Regions from separate parts of the Mus musculus genome. Here region 1 is linked to region 2. A link is a contact called in public Hi-C data. All regions are on one chromosome and are shown on one strand. Each heading gives the region's core, a stretch centred on a gene start, on an enhancer-like site or on the middle of the called end of the contact. The rest is flanking DNA. Distances are from core to core; before and after follow the strand shown.

The links. Hi-C and Micro-C count contacts between places; a contact is called where the count stands out from the background.
Region 1: a Hi-C map of uterus shows a contact between it and region 2, with 4 times the contacts expected there. The contact joins the enhancer-like site here to the promoter of Sort1 in region 2. A contact is called at or near these places in 1 of 39 promoter capture datasets (cranial neural crest) and 3 of 484 Hi-C or Micro-C datasets (cardiomyocytes, olfactory sensory neurons and uterus).

Annotation. Positions count from the first base shown.
Region 1 is chr3:108,778,123-108,785,694 of GRCm38.p6, reverse strand. Aknad1 (AKNA domain containing 1) reads right to left here. Exons shown (of 12, transcript NM_177859.3): 10 at 7,391-7,469; 11 at 4,445-4,574; 12 at 3,386-3,778. The coding sequence ends at 3,644. Among named protein-coding and RNA genes, the nearest start is that of Aknad1, 42 kb to the right of the region's middle. Within about 2 kb of position 3,999, at least 150 of the 459 cell types and tissues checked have an H3K27ac peak or open chromatin away from gene starts, as enhancers often do. A contact at or near this core is called in uterus, where this site is marked.
Region 2 is chr3:108,279,167-108,286,783 of GRCm38.p6, reverse strand. Sort1 (sortilin 1) reads right to left here and starts at 2,720. Exons shown (of 20, transcript NM_019972.3): 1 at 2,344-2,720. The coding sequence starts at 2,643. It overlaps Psma5 (proteasome subunit alpha 5), which reads right to left. Exons shown (of 9, transcript NM_011967.3): 9 at 6,832-7,049. The coding sequence ends at 6,972.

The sequences.
Region 1 (7,572 bases), core at 2,750-5,249, 500 kb before region 2:
TCCCCATGGCTTGCTCAGCCTGCTTTCTTTTCTTTTTTTCTTTTTTCTTTTTTCTTTTCCCAAGACAGGGTTTCTCTGTGTAGCCCTGGCTGTCCTGGAACTCACTCTGTAGACCAGGCTGCCCTCGAACTCAGAAATCCACCTGCCTCTGCCTCCTGAGTGCTGAGATTAAAGGCATAGGCCACCAACGCCCAGCTCAGCCTGCTTTCATATAAGTGATTTTAAGAACAGAGTGTTTGGGTGGGAAGGTTTTTGTGACAGTTAATCTTGGTTATTAACCTAACAGGAGTTGAAGGACCGCTTAGGAGACAACTGTGAGCTTGTCTGTGAGAACGTTTCTAGAAAGTTTAACCAAGTGGGATGACCCCAGGACAAGGAGTTTTGAAGAACACTTGAATAAACATCCTGGAGTCTGGCACAAGAGAGCCCAGAATCAGCACATTTAAACAGCACAAGACAGCCTATCAATATAATGCATATTTCAGCTCCAAGTTCTCAGGACACGGGAAGAATGCAGCCAGATTCTTGACCAGAGTGTGACATGAAGACTCTAGGCCAGTTTCCAAGACAGTCCTTGCTCCCTTCCGAACCCCCACTGTCCACATGTCTCTCAGCATTCAAGATTCTTCCTCACCCATCTGAGGGGCTATAAGCTCTTCTGTGTCATGCTAGCACTTCTGTAGCCAACAGCTTCAGACTCCTCCACATTCCTCCGTCAAACCAGTTCCAAAAGCGTTTCAACCCCATAGTCAGGTTCATCTCAGGCCCCGCCTCTCACTACCTACTCTCTGTTAGTTGCTTTTCTCTTTGCTCTGACTAAAGCAAGTTCTACAAGGAAGGTCTCATTCTCATGATGTAAGGGTACCTGCCTGTGGTGGAGGAGAGCATCCGACAGCTGGAGTGGGAGGCAGTAGGTCACACTAGCGGTGAGATGGTTGCGGGTGCATCCATTTCTTCCTCCTATTATTCAGCCCAGGATTCCAGCCCACGGGGAGCATCCTCCATTCTGGGAGGCCTCCTCAGTTAAACCTGTTTGAAGATGCCTTTCTAAGCCTGCCCAGGGTGGTCATACAGCTGCTTCTCACTCCTGTCAGAGTGCTTACCCGGCACATCTGAATCTTGTAGATCTCCACCGCATTCTTTCCAGCGTCTGCAGAGTATCCCTGGTTACCTACTGTGTGAACAAGTAAGTAAAATGCATTGTCTTTCCTGGTAGATGATGTGAAGAAGTTTTATCTTTAAGGAAATATAAAGACATCATCTGGCACAAGTCCCCGCCATTTTTAATGCATTCAAGGTTGCTTCTTCTTCTCAAAAGTTACAATTTGCCTGGCAAACACTCTTTCTGGCTAGCCTTACATTTTGCTTTTCATCTGAGCCTCCTTTAAGTTAGACATCAGCATCTGAGGGCCAAGCTCTTGGTCACACAACAGTGTCCTTTGGACTAGGAATAGAAACCCCGCAGGACTGGCAAGGGATGTGTGATTGCCCGACTCGTGGCTGCATTGCCCAAGTGCTTTGGGTGGTGTGGTCATTCTCCCAAGACCCCACACCTCCTGGTCACCATATAGCCACATATAGTTCTCCTTGAAGTAAGAACCCTCAGCAAAGTTGAGGCCATCTTGCATTTGGGAACATTCTGTGAGCTGTCTGAGTTTTCTTTAAGTTCCTAACAAGTGGGAGTACAGGTCAAGGAAGTGCTTTTTGGAGTGTATAGAATTTGGTAGCTACAGTCTTCAACTTAGCAATGGTTGATGTGGTGGTTTGAATATGCTTGGCCCAGGGAGTAGCACTATTTATAGATGTGGCCTTGTGGGAATGGGTGTGGCCTTGTTGGAGTGGGTGTGGCCTTGTTGGAGGAAGTCTGTCACTGTGGGCATGGGCTTTAAGACCCTTGTCCTAGCCAGTCTTCTCCTAACAGCCTTCAGATGAAGATGTAGAACTCTCAGCTACTCTTATACTGTGCCTGCCTTTAGGCTGCCATGCTCCCACCTTTATGACAGTGGATCAAACCTCTGAACCTGTAAGCCAGCTCCTAATTACATGTTGTCCTTTATTATTTAGTTGCCCTAGTCATGGTGTCTGATCACAGCAGTAAAACTCTAAGACAGTTGAACATACAATTTTTTTTGTCAACTAAATAGCAGTGTAAAATTCATATGCATTCAGTTGAAATTATTTCTACTTGGATTTTATTTGTTGGTTTGTTTGCTTTCAAGACAGGGTTTCTCTCTGTGTAGCCCTGGCAGTCTTGGAACTCACTCTGTAGGTCAAGTTGACCTCAAATTCACAGAGATTGCCCATCTCTGCTCCCTGAGTGCTAGGATTAAAGGTAACCCCCCCCCATTTGAATTATTTTTAAAGATTTATTTATTATTACTAAGTACACTGTTGCTGTCTTCAAACACACCAGAAGAGTATGCCAGATCTCATTATGGGTGGTTGTGAGCCACCATGTGGTTGTTGGGATTTGAACTCAGGACCTTTGGATGAGCAATCAGTGCTCTTACCCACTGAGCCATCTTACCAGCCCCCCATTTGAATTTTTAAAATGTTATATTTATTTAGTGTGTGTGTGTTTATATAGCATGCACAGGTCAGAGGACAACTTTCAGGAGTTGATTCTCCCCTTTCACCGTACAAGTCCCAGGGATCAAACTCAGGTTGTCAAATGTTTGGCAGCTAATAAATACCTTTACCCGCTAAACCATCTCCCCAGCCCTGAAATTTGGATTTTATCTTTGCCTCAGGCCAACGGTAAGTCAGCAAAGTACTTTTCTGATCCCGGGCAGTGGTAACTCCCAGGCAGCTGCTCACTTGCAAAGAGAAACAGGGAGTATTTTACGTTATGTATGTTACTAAGCAATTGTGTTCAGTAGGTTGTCATATTCTAGGCATGTTTTACTTTAAAAAACCCCTTGACTTTGTTAGTGGGTTTGTCAGGATCTCCGTCACCTTCCTCTGCAGCAGCACACGAGATCTGTTTCCCATCTCACTGACCCAGATTCATGAAACTTTCCAGACTAATAGATAAAAAGTGTTTGTTTTTCAGACGCAGATGTTGGCAGTCAACCTTCGGACTGAACACAGGGACCCCAGAGGAGGAGTTAGGGAAAGGACTGAAGGAGCTAAAGGGGTTTGCATTGCTCCAGCCACAGAGGATGGCCTTATCTGGCATCAATGGAAGGAGAGGCCCTTGGTCCTGTGACTGTGAAGGCTCAATGCCCCAGTGTAGGGGAATGCTAGGGTGGTGAGGTAGGAGTGGGTGGGTGGGGGAGCACCCTCATAAAGGCGTGGAGAAGGGGGATGGGATAGGGGGTTTGTGGAGGGGAAACTGGGAAAGGGGATAACATTTGAAATGTAAATAAATAAAATATCCAATAAAAAATAGAAAAAATAATAAAGTATTTGTTTTATTGTTTTTATTTTATTATGAATTAGGAAGAACATAGATTTATTTTCACATAAAGATATAAATGCCAGAGGGCTTGTTTTGCTTTTTTTTCTCCATTTAAGCACTTCGTATAACTCATTTCTTAAAGTTTTAGTGTTTTCTCTAGAAAACTATCTTCCTACATTATCTCATAAGTAAAATATTTTGGAGAGGACCAAACATTTTAACCCTTGGCTGCCCGGGACTGAGTTAGTAGTATCTTAGCTGGTGTCTCCATCCTTGTGCCTTGGCGAGGTCTTCTGCAATGGATCTAATCATTTGGTCGGTGTTTTTTTTCAATATGGTTGCTGTCCTTAAGGCATGCTCCAAGGGCGAGTTTAAAATCTACAGAGAAAGTCCACATACTTTAGTCACCTAAACTTACTAACATCTCTGATAATTGGATTCACTCATTATTAAACATTACAAGATGGAATTTTTGAAGCATTCTGTTTCTACACGCTTTTTATTTCTGTTTTTGAAGGTTGGTCTCCTAGGCAACCAGTTGGAGATGGAATGTATTTGTCAAGGGAAGGGAGAGGAAAGAGGTGAACACGTGACTGAGGAAAGTGAGTCAGAGGGTGAGAGAAGCAGCCAGATGCCCTGTTCCTGCCTCAGAGTAGAACAGCTCAGGGGCCAGCGACGAGGACTGAGAGTGAACACCAACTGATACCACACATGCTTAGGAAAGTAACCCGAGGTTGGTGTAACCAGTCTGAACATAGGTGGTACCCCTAACAACAGTCACTGGATCAGACTGGGGTCTTCAAGTCTGGGCCAGGGGAATCCTGCAGAGGAGGTACCACCCACCAAATGCTTTCTCCAGGAAGCTTCCTTTGGCTCCAGTTTAGGAATAATGCAAACCATGTGGCTGTTGAGGGTTAGCTCTGAGCAGAACTTGTTCTTAGCAGAACGTTTTCTGAAAGCCCATCCTATACTGACGGGAAAGCTAGCCATTCTGTGCTCATTAAGGCCGGGTGCCTGAGCTGCGGGGACTTTCTCGGTCCTCACCTTAGATTCCATTTCTTCCATGTTATCACTGGGACATAAGGACTGGATTCTAGGAATTCCCAGGCAGCAGAGGTGGGGTGAGGGTGTTGCAAGGTCTGAGGTAGAGATCATATAAGTCTTGGGATATTTTCTAGAAGACAAAGGCATATTGTTAACCTATGTATGGTTTACACACACACACACAACACACACACATGCGTGCTCTAGACTCTGTGAAGGCTGTGTGCATGTGTGTATGCATGCACTCGTGTGTGTCTGTCTGTCTGTAGTTGAGGGACCCTACCTTTTACAATATTCACAGACCCTTGGGACCACAGCTGAGCTTCAAGAAAAAGTGGTTGCTATAGTCAATGACGTCTGCTCTTCTAGAACTGCCTGCTTGTTTGTTCTTTTGTTTTCTTTCGTTTTGTTTAACAGAAAAAGCCAAGACTCCAACCTTTTATCCTGCATATTTATAAAACAAATGCACACAAATGCCAGCGATAATGCCTTGGCTTGAGTTCACCCAAGCACCAGTGATCATGCATGCCTAGGCGGTTAGGAGATGAAAGCAGAGACTCTAAGTCAATGGTCCCCTCTATGCTACCTACTGTCCTATGTCTGTCATGTGATGGATGTGGTACAGGGACACTGGATTCAGGCTGACCACTGCATAGCTCTGCTGAACTGTTCTCTTAATCTATATGAAGAGGGGCTGCCACAGAAACTTGCCTGTAGAAGGCCTATGGCAGAGCCTCCTGCATATGGTCCCTTCGCTAAACATAATTTTGGGACAGACATGTGTGAGCACCTTCAGGCTGTCACCTCACATGCACGTCATCTCAGAGTCTCTTGCCCCCTATCATGTTCACGTCAGTTGGTTCTGAAGTTCAATCAGCACATCGGATGGAGCCATTTTCCAGGTGAGAGGCATTCTGCCTCAGGGTGTGGCAGTGTGGTTCAGCAGGAAGTGTAGGGGCTTTGGAGCCCTCCCCTATATGGAGCGAGCGCTCACTGCCTCCCACAGGACCACAGTATGGTTGAGTACTTCACTTGTAAGTCTTTTAAATGTGTTGCATCATCATAAGTGTATATGACGCATTTGTATGATGCGTTCTGATTCCACTCCCCCTTCTGCCCTCTCGGTCTCCTCCCATCAGCTCCCCTGCCGAGTCCCCATCCCACTTCAATTCTTTGGGTGGGGGGAGGTATTTTGAGATCCAGTATCATTTTAATCCAAGTACCATTCTTGGTGTCTTATGTGTAGTCTTGGTGAATCTGGTCCTATCACTCTCATTTTACAGGAAAGTAGAGGCTCAGGGAGGGTGAGTCACCTTTCCAAGGACAGAGATATGACATAAACCCAAGATGTCTCCAAAAACTACATTCTTTTGTTGAGTTGGCTTTCTTTTTTTAATGATCTATTTATTTGTGGGGGGTGTGTGTGTGTATGTGTGTGTGTGTGTGTGTGTGTGTGTGTGTGTGTGTGAGAGAGAGAGAGAGAGAGAGAGAGAGAACTCACACACTCATAGAAGCCAGAAGAGGACTGTAGAGCTAGAGTTTCAGGTACATGTGAGCCCCCTGGTGTGGGTGCTGGGAGTCAGACTTCAGCGCTCTGTTTTGGCATTTTGTTTTCGTTTTGTGTTGTGAAAGAGTCACCTTTATAAAGCCCTGTTGCCCTGTCTTACTCTGTAAACCAAGCTTGCCTCAAACTTGCCCATTTTCTCACCTCCACCTCCGAGCTCTGATTACAGGTGACCTGTGCTGTGCCTGACTTCAAATATTACATGTTAAATCACTGTACTTTTCTGTGTAGCTACTCAGGCTTGAATTTGTCTGAGTGGATAGCCTGGACTATTGACTCTAAGCCCTTGGTGCCAACTCTGTCTTAAACTCCCAACACACAGCTTCTCGGTATCACCCTGAGCCAACCTTCCATGACCCCAGTGGACTCTCCCATGGCTGCCTTGTTTGGCCTCTGGCTCCAGTTTCTGCTCCTCTAACCCACTTTTTGTTCCTCACTGGCTGCAGTGATGTTTTGTTTTGTTTTGTTTTGTTTTGTTTTGTTTTGTTTTGTTTTATGAGACTGTCTCTAGCTGGCCCAGAACTTACTGTGTTACCCAAGCTAGACAGAACTCCTACCTAAGCCTTCTGAATGCTGGGACTGTAAATGCCAGCCACTCTGCCTGACCACTACAGTGATCTCCTACAGTTCTATCAGAGTCCCTATTTTAAAAGTCCCTTGGCTTCCCGTTTGTTCTGAAGAATCTGAAGACCTGCCTTCACTTGCTCCATCTTGCCCCTGCCACTCCCCTCTGGGCTCCTGGCACACTGACTGACAGGTTCCTGAACTTGCTCAAAGGCCTTTTCTCCTCAGAAAGCCTTAACCCCGAGTCCTTCACATCCCTCCTGATGTCCTGGGATAGCTCCTTCAGGCTTTGCCTTTGAGCTCAGGCTCCTAAACCCCCTAATAAGGTCAGCAGTGCTCCTCACACTCCCTTCTGCCACTCCCAGCTCCTCCATCAGAAAACAGCTCAGGGGCAGACACTGCTGTCATCTCGGCCTCCACACGGAACACAAAGTCCTGCTTTGGGCACTTCGACATTGGCTGAATGAACAAGTCAGTGACTGAAGTCACACCAGATAGGTCTAGGCTTGAATTCCCAGTCCAGGACAAGCAACTGTCTAGGTAGTTAAGTGGTTTAGTATATGCACCTGGGTAATGAAACTCAATTTCGTGTGTGTGTGTGTGTGTGTGTGTGTGTGTGTGTGTGTGTGTGTGTGTGTGTAATTTTTAGGACAGAGTCTTATTCTGTACCCCACTAGCCTCAAACTCACCATGTAGTCCCAAGTCTAGACCTAAACTTTTAGTAGGCCTTCTGACTGGGCCTCTCAAGTTTTGAGGAGACGGGCAAGAGCTGCCATACCTGGCTCTGATTTTGTTCTTAGTAATAATGAAATACTTACCCTGCCGCAGGATCGGGCTCATCTTGAACGGGTTCTGAGTTCACTCTCCAGGACCAGATCCATTTTGCTTTTGACCAAGCTGAAAAATGTTAGCTATGATTACATTCAGAGCATCAAAATGGCCTTCGCCGATCTGTGAGGTGGGGGCCAGCCTGGTACACACTGCAAGTTCTGGGGCAGCA
Region 2 (7,617 bases), core at 1,471-3,970:
CACGCTGAAACCTTTAGCGGTTTATGTACTGTCAAGTCTGAACTACCTTTATAACTTGGCAGCCCCTTTCCCCACCCCATCTCCGGGCCTTTGGAAAGCATTCAGGTGCACTCATGATAGGACACGAAAAGAACAACAGGCTGTGGGAAATAAGAACTTCTGCTTTATGGGGGAAAGGTAAAAAAAAATTAAAGAACACCTTCCTACTTCAACTGTCTGAGACCATACAGTGTCTCCGATGATAATAAATAAGTAAACACGCTGCTCTGGGACGCTGCTGATTTTGTCTCTCCTTGTTACAAAGGATCCCCCAACACCAGATCTCTTCAGTCTGATGCATAAAGATGAATTATGACATCTGAAAACAGCAGATTATTTCCCAATTCCTGAGAGGAAGCAGAACCTTCGCAACGGTTTCTACGCTGAAGGCTCCACTCTGGAAGGGTAACAACTGGGGTGGGAAAATCATTTGAAATAAAGACTGAAGGGGAGAAAGCAAGCTGTAACTAAGTTAAATGAACTCGAGAAAGCCCCCTGCGTACGAACTTCAAAGGAGAATCAGGTTTCTTTGGAACTGGTATACTCTAAGTGACATTCAACCGGGAACTGTTGCGGATTTGAAGATGGGTCATCCAGCAAGAGAAGAATTGAAGAATGTCGGGGCTTGCTGGTGCAGAGAGCTGTGGGCCAGGGATAATGGGCATGAAGTATCAGTGGTAAAGGTAAATTCTTTCTCAACACCCTACAGAGAGAGAGAGAGAGAGAGAGAGAGAGAGAGGTCTACACAAGCTTATTTTACTTTTTCATTAAATAGGAAGACTTTCCAGTACTCATTCCATTCTCTCTGATCGGAGAATTAGGTCACAACTAACAAGTATGGATCTCAAAAGAAACCCCAAGGGGACACTGAGATTTGGGGGGATACTGAAATGGAATGTAAACAAAGAACGGGTACAGAACTCCAGCCACCCACGGCCACCTTCATGAACAGTCTTTCTTTGGAAAAAAAGGAAAGACATAACACAGAAAATACACTGAACTGAAAATGCCTTTCTCATACATGGGTTGCAACAATTGTTAATTTTAGGAAAAAAAAAAAAAGAGGAGGAGGAGGAAGATGTCCTAGTTGCTGAAACCAAGACTTTCCTAACAATTTCTCAATGCAGCAGTGTGTCAAGGTTCAGACTCTTGTGCCCAAAACAGAAGCACCAAATCTTTGAAAGTCTTGACAAGAGCAGGCTTAAAGTGACTATCTGCAGAATGTTTCATAGTTATTAGAAATTAGGACAGGATAGAGGTGTCCCAGTAAGGGTTCAACACAAGGTTATAAGTCAATTTTGAAGGAATGAGACAGATGACAGGATCTCAGCTGGCTGCGGGTCACACACAGAAGCCAATACCAGTTCTTGTGCAAAAAGAGTCTCCTAATAGGTCAACTTACAAGGAAACAAAGCACACTGGAGCCAATCTCCAGAATGGGTCTGGAGCAAAGGGATTTAAAGATCCTGTAGTATGCAGAAAGAGGGGGCTGACTGGTTACAAACCAGACTCTTGTTTGGGACAGTTGGCCACTCTGTAAAGCCATTTAATGGAACTTCTGGATGATCCGAGCTGTTCTGCAATTGCTTCTAATCTAGGTCCTAGAGGCCGTTTTCTGTTCTCTGGGTTCTGCACACAGGAATTTGGTTCGGAATACCTCTCAAGGTCGTTTTGGGTCAGGTTAGAGGGTTCTGAGCCTGCATCCTGAGGAAACATCTTGAATCAGTTTTTTGTTTGCTTGTTTTTGTTTTTAATTTTAGGGAGCAGGGGAGATATCATTTCACGGTTGGGTTTCAATGTCATTTTCATTTCCATGAGTGTTCCTTTAACTATGGAAACACAAGCCATGACCTAACAACTGCTGTGGGATTTCTGGACGTCAACCTCAAAAGTACCGACCCAGGGAGGGCACACCTCTGCTTCTGGGCTGTCCAACTTCTGCGATCACTCAAGGGGTAATTATGCCTCCAGCTTCCTGGTAGGTACCAGCGTTGGTGGACCCGGCGTTCTATATTCGGGGTGGGGGTTGGGGGGGGGGGGGGATGACCGGGAGATTCTGACAACTTAAGAAGCAGAAGCAAAGAATGCAGCGAGTCAAAGTCTCGGATTGCCTCGGCTATGACGACACACAGCCCCACGGGCCGCAGCCACCCCGGCCCCCGCCGCCCCCGCGCCTCGCCGCCCTCCGCAACCGGGGTCTCGCGCTAGCCTCGAAGCGTGCAATGGGAGCGGAGCGGCCGCCTGGGGCCGCGGGCCCGGAGGGGCGACCCAACCGGGGCGGGCGCCCGGGCCTCGCGCGCTCACCTGGTGCGTATTGTTGGTCAGCTTGGCGATGAAGTCCGGGAGGCGGCCGCAGTCTTGGTCCTCGGCGGGCGCGCCGCGGCGCCAACGGCCAGCGCGGGGGACGGGGCCCCCGGGCGCGGCGGCGCGCAGCCCCCAGCTCACCCCGACCGGACCGGCCCAGCGCAGCAGAGGAGGCGCGGGCGGCGGCGGCGCGTCCAGCCGGTCCTGGCCGACGGCGGCAGGAGGCAGCAGTTGAAGGAGCAGGAGGAGGCCGAGGGGCCAGCGCAAAAGGCCGTCCGCAGCTCCCCGGGGCCGCTCCATCGCTGCCGAATGCAGACGCCGCTGACACCTGCCACCCGGCGCGCCCGCCCACCCCCGCCGGCGCTGCGCCACACCCCCGAGCTCGGCCCCGCGCTGCTTGGATACGCGCAGCCGGGCCTCTCCTCCCCAATAGGCTGGCCGCCTGTCCTTCTTTCCCGGCCCACTCCTCATTGGCTCGCGTCGCCTCCGGCTTCGGGGGTCCTGGATTCGGATGCCAAGATGCGGGACTGATTGGCTGGAACGTGGCAGGGACGGCTGAGGTCATTCTCCACCGTCGCTCGGCGTCTGCGGGCTGGGCTCCCGGAGTTGGCCTAGGGGTTACCCCTCTCCCCTCCCCGCTCAGCCTGCAGGTTGGCGGCGCTTCCGGAGACCCTCGGGTTAGGGTTGGGTCACGTTGCCGCCTTCTCCACCCTCCTCCCAACCCCCCTCCAAACGCTCCTAAAAATTTCCTTCGGTGGAAACCGCGCCTGGGAAAGCCAGGGAATCCCTGAACTACTACTCTCAGTTGGAAAAGGGGCTCCGACATAAACTGGTACATTAGGATTTTAACCCCGGCTCGCTGGCTCGCCCATTGTCTGCTGAAGGAGCCAAGAAGGTGAATGCGAAAATCCTATGGGGCAGATGAACATCATTACACCCGTGTCTCATGGAAGCCGCAGAAGTCTTTCCAACATGTTTGGCCTCAGTCACCTTCCTCATCTGCAGGGAGGTAGTCAAGAGGCGAAAGTACTTTTTGGCTTCTGCGGACTTGGAAATGTAGGTAGCTTTGCCACCAAGTGTAGGTATACGGGAAGAGAATTGCCTAAAGCCCACTTTATATATTATCATTTTAGTACAGTCACATTCTGATTTTAGTTACCTAAAGCACCCTTAGCCCTGCAGTAAGTGCATCACACCAATTCCCTCACTGAATATGATGCCTCCTAAATGAATACCCACCTCCAGCAAATAACCTCCCCACTGTTCCCTACACCGCAGAAGCTGCTCACACAACTTTTAGAACATGCAGTGCTGGTAAAACCAGTTCTAAATCCTTAACTTCACTCCACCTCTTCCCAACATTTCAAGTTGTTCAGTCGGAACTCAGGAAGCCAGATAAAAAGATACAAAGTATGCAAAATGTTATACCAGAGTGGAAGCCATTGGAAGTTACTTTTAACTTTAACAGTAAACTCAAACGGCAGGCCTACCCGAGTATGCACACGGAATAGTACAAACAAAACTATTTACGTACTCGGGAGTTTTTCCTCTCCCCAAAACCACAGTAAGAAGGGAGCTGTGAAGCTCTGGAAAGCGGAACAGGATGGCAAATCAACAGAAAAGCCCTCCAGTTTCTGAGCCACTGAACAAGATAAAAACTGATGAGTGTGTTTTCTTTCCAGAAATATAAACGCCACATTATTTATTTTTAAGCACAACTTATTTTTAATTCGTGTCAAGTATGGATTAGATCACAAGGCAGTCAGTTACAGTAGCATGTGACCAGTTACGGAGGGGAAAAAGGGGGCTACAAAGGAATATTTCTTTGTTTGGGTGACAAAGATGAATGGTCTATTGTCTTACTATGGGGAAAGAAGAAAGCTAACTCAACAGTGCTACCTGCTGGAGAAACTACCAGATACATCTTTTAGCTATTTAGTTCCATTAACGTTTAGATTTTGTCAGTTTGTTGAACTGGGGAGTCTTTTTTTGTAGCCCAGGGTGGCTTAGAGTCTTTGATCCTCCTTCACCAGCCTCCCAAGCAAAAATATCAATATGAAGTAATTATCACAAAGCTATACCTTTTTGTATGTAAGATCATTTCTTGAACACAACATTTAAAGAAAAGTAACCATCTCTTTGAATTATTCACATTGTAATTATAGCAGATAATGATACTTACTGTTCTCAGTTATACAGACATCCTGCCTTAGCAATAGGAGGGACTGTAAGCTGGAGGGCTACACTATGTTTTCCCTTCGCTTTTTTCTCTGTATATTCTTGAGTGACACACCTCTTCAAAGCAACGTATTCTTTTCCACATCTGCATTAATCTATAGTGTTAAAAGCAGTACTGGACCTGGAGCAACGGCTCAGCAGTTAAGAGCTTACAGGATACCTGGGTTTAGATCCCAGCACCCACGTGGCAGCTCACAACCACCTGTAACTCCAGTTCCAGGGGATCCAATGCATTCTTCTGACCTCCTCAGGCTCCTCATATATACTTGGGTACATGTGCGTGCGCGCGCGCACACACACACACACACACTCACTCATACACATTAGAGATGATTGCCTCTTTTTCCCACTAGAGGTACTTTTCTTAGACTGTGGGAGACTACAGATGACCTTTCACAGCTATGACAGCTTCCCAATAAAATTCTTAAATGACTGGTGGTTAGAATATGCTTGGGCCAGAGAGTGGCACTGTTAGGAGATGTGGCCTTGGAGTGTGTCATTGTGGGTGTAGGCTTTAAGACCTCATCCTAGCTGCCTTGAAGTCAGTCTTCTCTAGTGGCCTTCAGATAAAGGCCTCCTGCACCATGCCTGTCTGGATGCTGCCATGCTCGAACCTCTGAACCTATAAGTCAACCCTGATTAAATGTCCTTATAAGAGTTGCCTTGGTCATAGTGTCTCTTTACAGCAGTGAAACCGTAAGACAATGACTAAGTTGATACAAGATTCCAGGGGCTAAATCTCACATGATACAGGATTAACATCATAACAGGATTAACATCAGTAGAAATCTGCAGAATGTTGAAAATAAACCCAAGTTGCTTTCATTGTATGTGTGGGCAAAACTTCTTCCTTTGCTGAACTGATGTTTTCAAATGTGTTTCAGCACACGCTACTTTTCACTACACTGAATTTTGTATGAAATCAGCTACCATATTACTACTATTTAGTATCAGAGTACAATTTCCTAATGAAAGATTACACAAAGCCCAGCAAATAATTCCTAAGCCATCAAATGAACCGCAATTGACTAGAGGACTAGCCATGCTTCAGCCAATGCAAACCACATCTCAAATTGCTGTTGAGACTTGCTGGTTACTCAAGACTTGGTGATCTGAAACCTTGAAAATCTTGAGATCAAGTCCCAACAGGTTTTTGCTAATTTAAAACAATTTTTAATTTTTAAAACTCCTGTGGATATTGTCTTCATGTCTACATAGCAGGTGTATGCCTGGTGTCTGAGGAGGCCAGGAGAGAGTGCATCCCTGCCACTGGAGTTATAGATGATGGTGAGTTGCCATGTGGGTGCTAAGAACCACACCTGGGTCCTCTGGAGGAGCAGTAAATGCTCTTAACCACTGAGCCATCTCTCCAGCAACAACTTAATTTTCTATGTCCAATGACCTAGCTCTTTATCTGTTAGGAGTGTTAGGAGGTTCAAATGGAATGACTATGAGTCGCAGCCATATGGGAACAGCTCCAGTTTATAGTGCATTCCAAAGTCCAACAGAAACTCCTTCTGAATTTTACAATTCTCTTATACAGCTTAGGTATGTAACTCTCATTGCAACTGAGATCAAAACCAAGGCCATTTCTTTTTTTTTTTTTTTTTTTTTAAGTCCCCTTTCTAAGTTTTTTTGCAGCTCTTAACTTCATAAAAAGGGTACTCTTCCCAGACTGTCCATTAAGACACAAAGAAGTAGCCCCAGGAGTCTTTTGATGGTCAATGAGCAGTGTTCTCATATAAAGGAAGCAAGAGTGTATGTTTCCTTAAGAGACACTCAAGGGCCAGGCAGTGCTGGTGCACACCTCTAGTCCCAGCATTCGGGAGGCAGATCTCTGAGTTCAAGGCCAGCCTAGGCTACAGAGCTAGTTCCAGGATAGTTAGGGCTACACAGAGAAACTCTTTCTCAAAAACCAACCAACCAACCAACCAACCAACTAACCAACCAACCAACCAACCAACTAACCAACAACACCAACCCACTCAAAGACTTAAAATGGATTTCCAGTCGTATTAACATCTACTAATCACTTGGGAGGAGCTGGACTAGTCTGAATTAATCGTCCAGTATCTCAGGCTACAGCTGTCTGAGTTGCAGAGAACCACCACAATGTGTTTAGTTAGGACAGTCATGCTCACAGGAAAGGTATGAAGGGCATTAATTACTATCATCTTTGCCTACCAACATAAACATTTAAAATTATAAGATCACAGACTATTAACAAATATTTTTAAATTTTTTTATTTCAGAATTGCTGTTATGTACAGACTTCATAAAAAAACACACACACATATACTGGATATTTTCCATGACATAAGAGCTGGAAATAAAGTCTAAGGGCAATTAGAACTGAAAGTGTCCCACAGAAGTTCGAGGACGGCTCCTTCTTAAATGTCCTTGATCACCTCCTCCAGTTCTTCCTTTGTGAACATGTGGAAATTCTGACCAGGCTGCACCGTGGCTAGCTGCAGAGAAACAGAAAGGGGTTAATAAGCTTGGCTGGGCTCCTTGCCGATGGCCCTAGCTCGGTCAGAAGTGTTAGTGAGGCAGCTGTTTATTAGGAACTAAGGGATCTGCTGTCCTAGGATATCCTTTACAGCCAGCAGGTCCCTAAAATAACTCTGACTCAAAAATAAAAATTCTTATTAACCAATTTTTCTATTTTAAGGTTAATCCACCATGTAACAGTCAAACTGACATCATTGTTACTTCTTAAAGTTACTTCAGTAAGCTTACAAAGCAGCAGCAATGTACATACATACATACACACACATACAAAATTTTGTTGTTTTTAAAAGATTTCTGTATTTCATGTACATGAGTGCTCTGTCTGCATGCATGCATGTCAGAAGAGGGCATCAGATCCCATTATAGGTGGTGAGCTTACATGTGGCTTCTGGGAATTGAACTCAGGACCTCTGGAAGAACAGCTAATGCCCTTAACCTCTGAGCCATCTCTCTAGCCCCTAGGAGTATGTTTAAAGTAGGGCCCAGCCCTCAGGATGGCTCAGGAAGTGAAGACACCTGTCACCC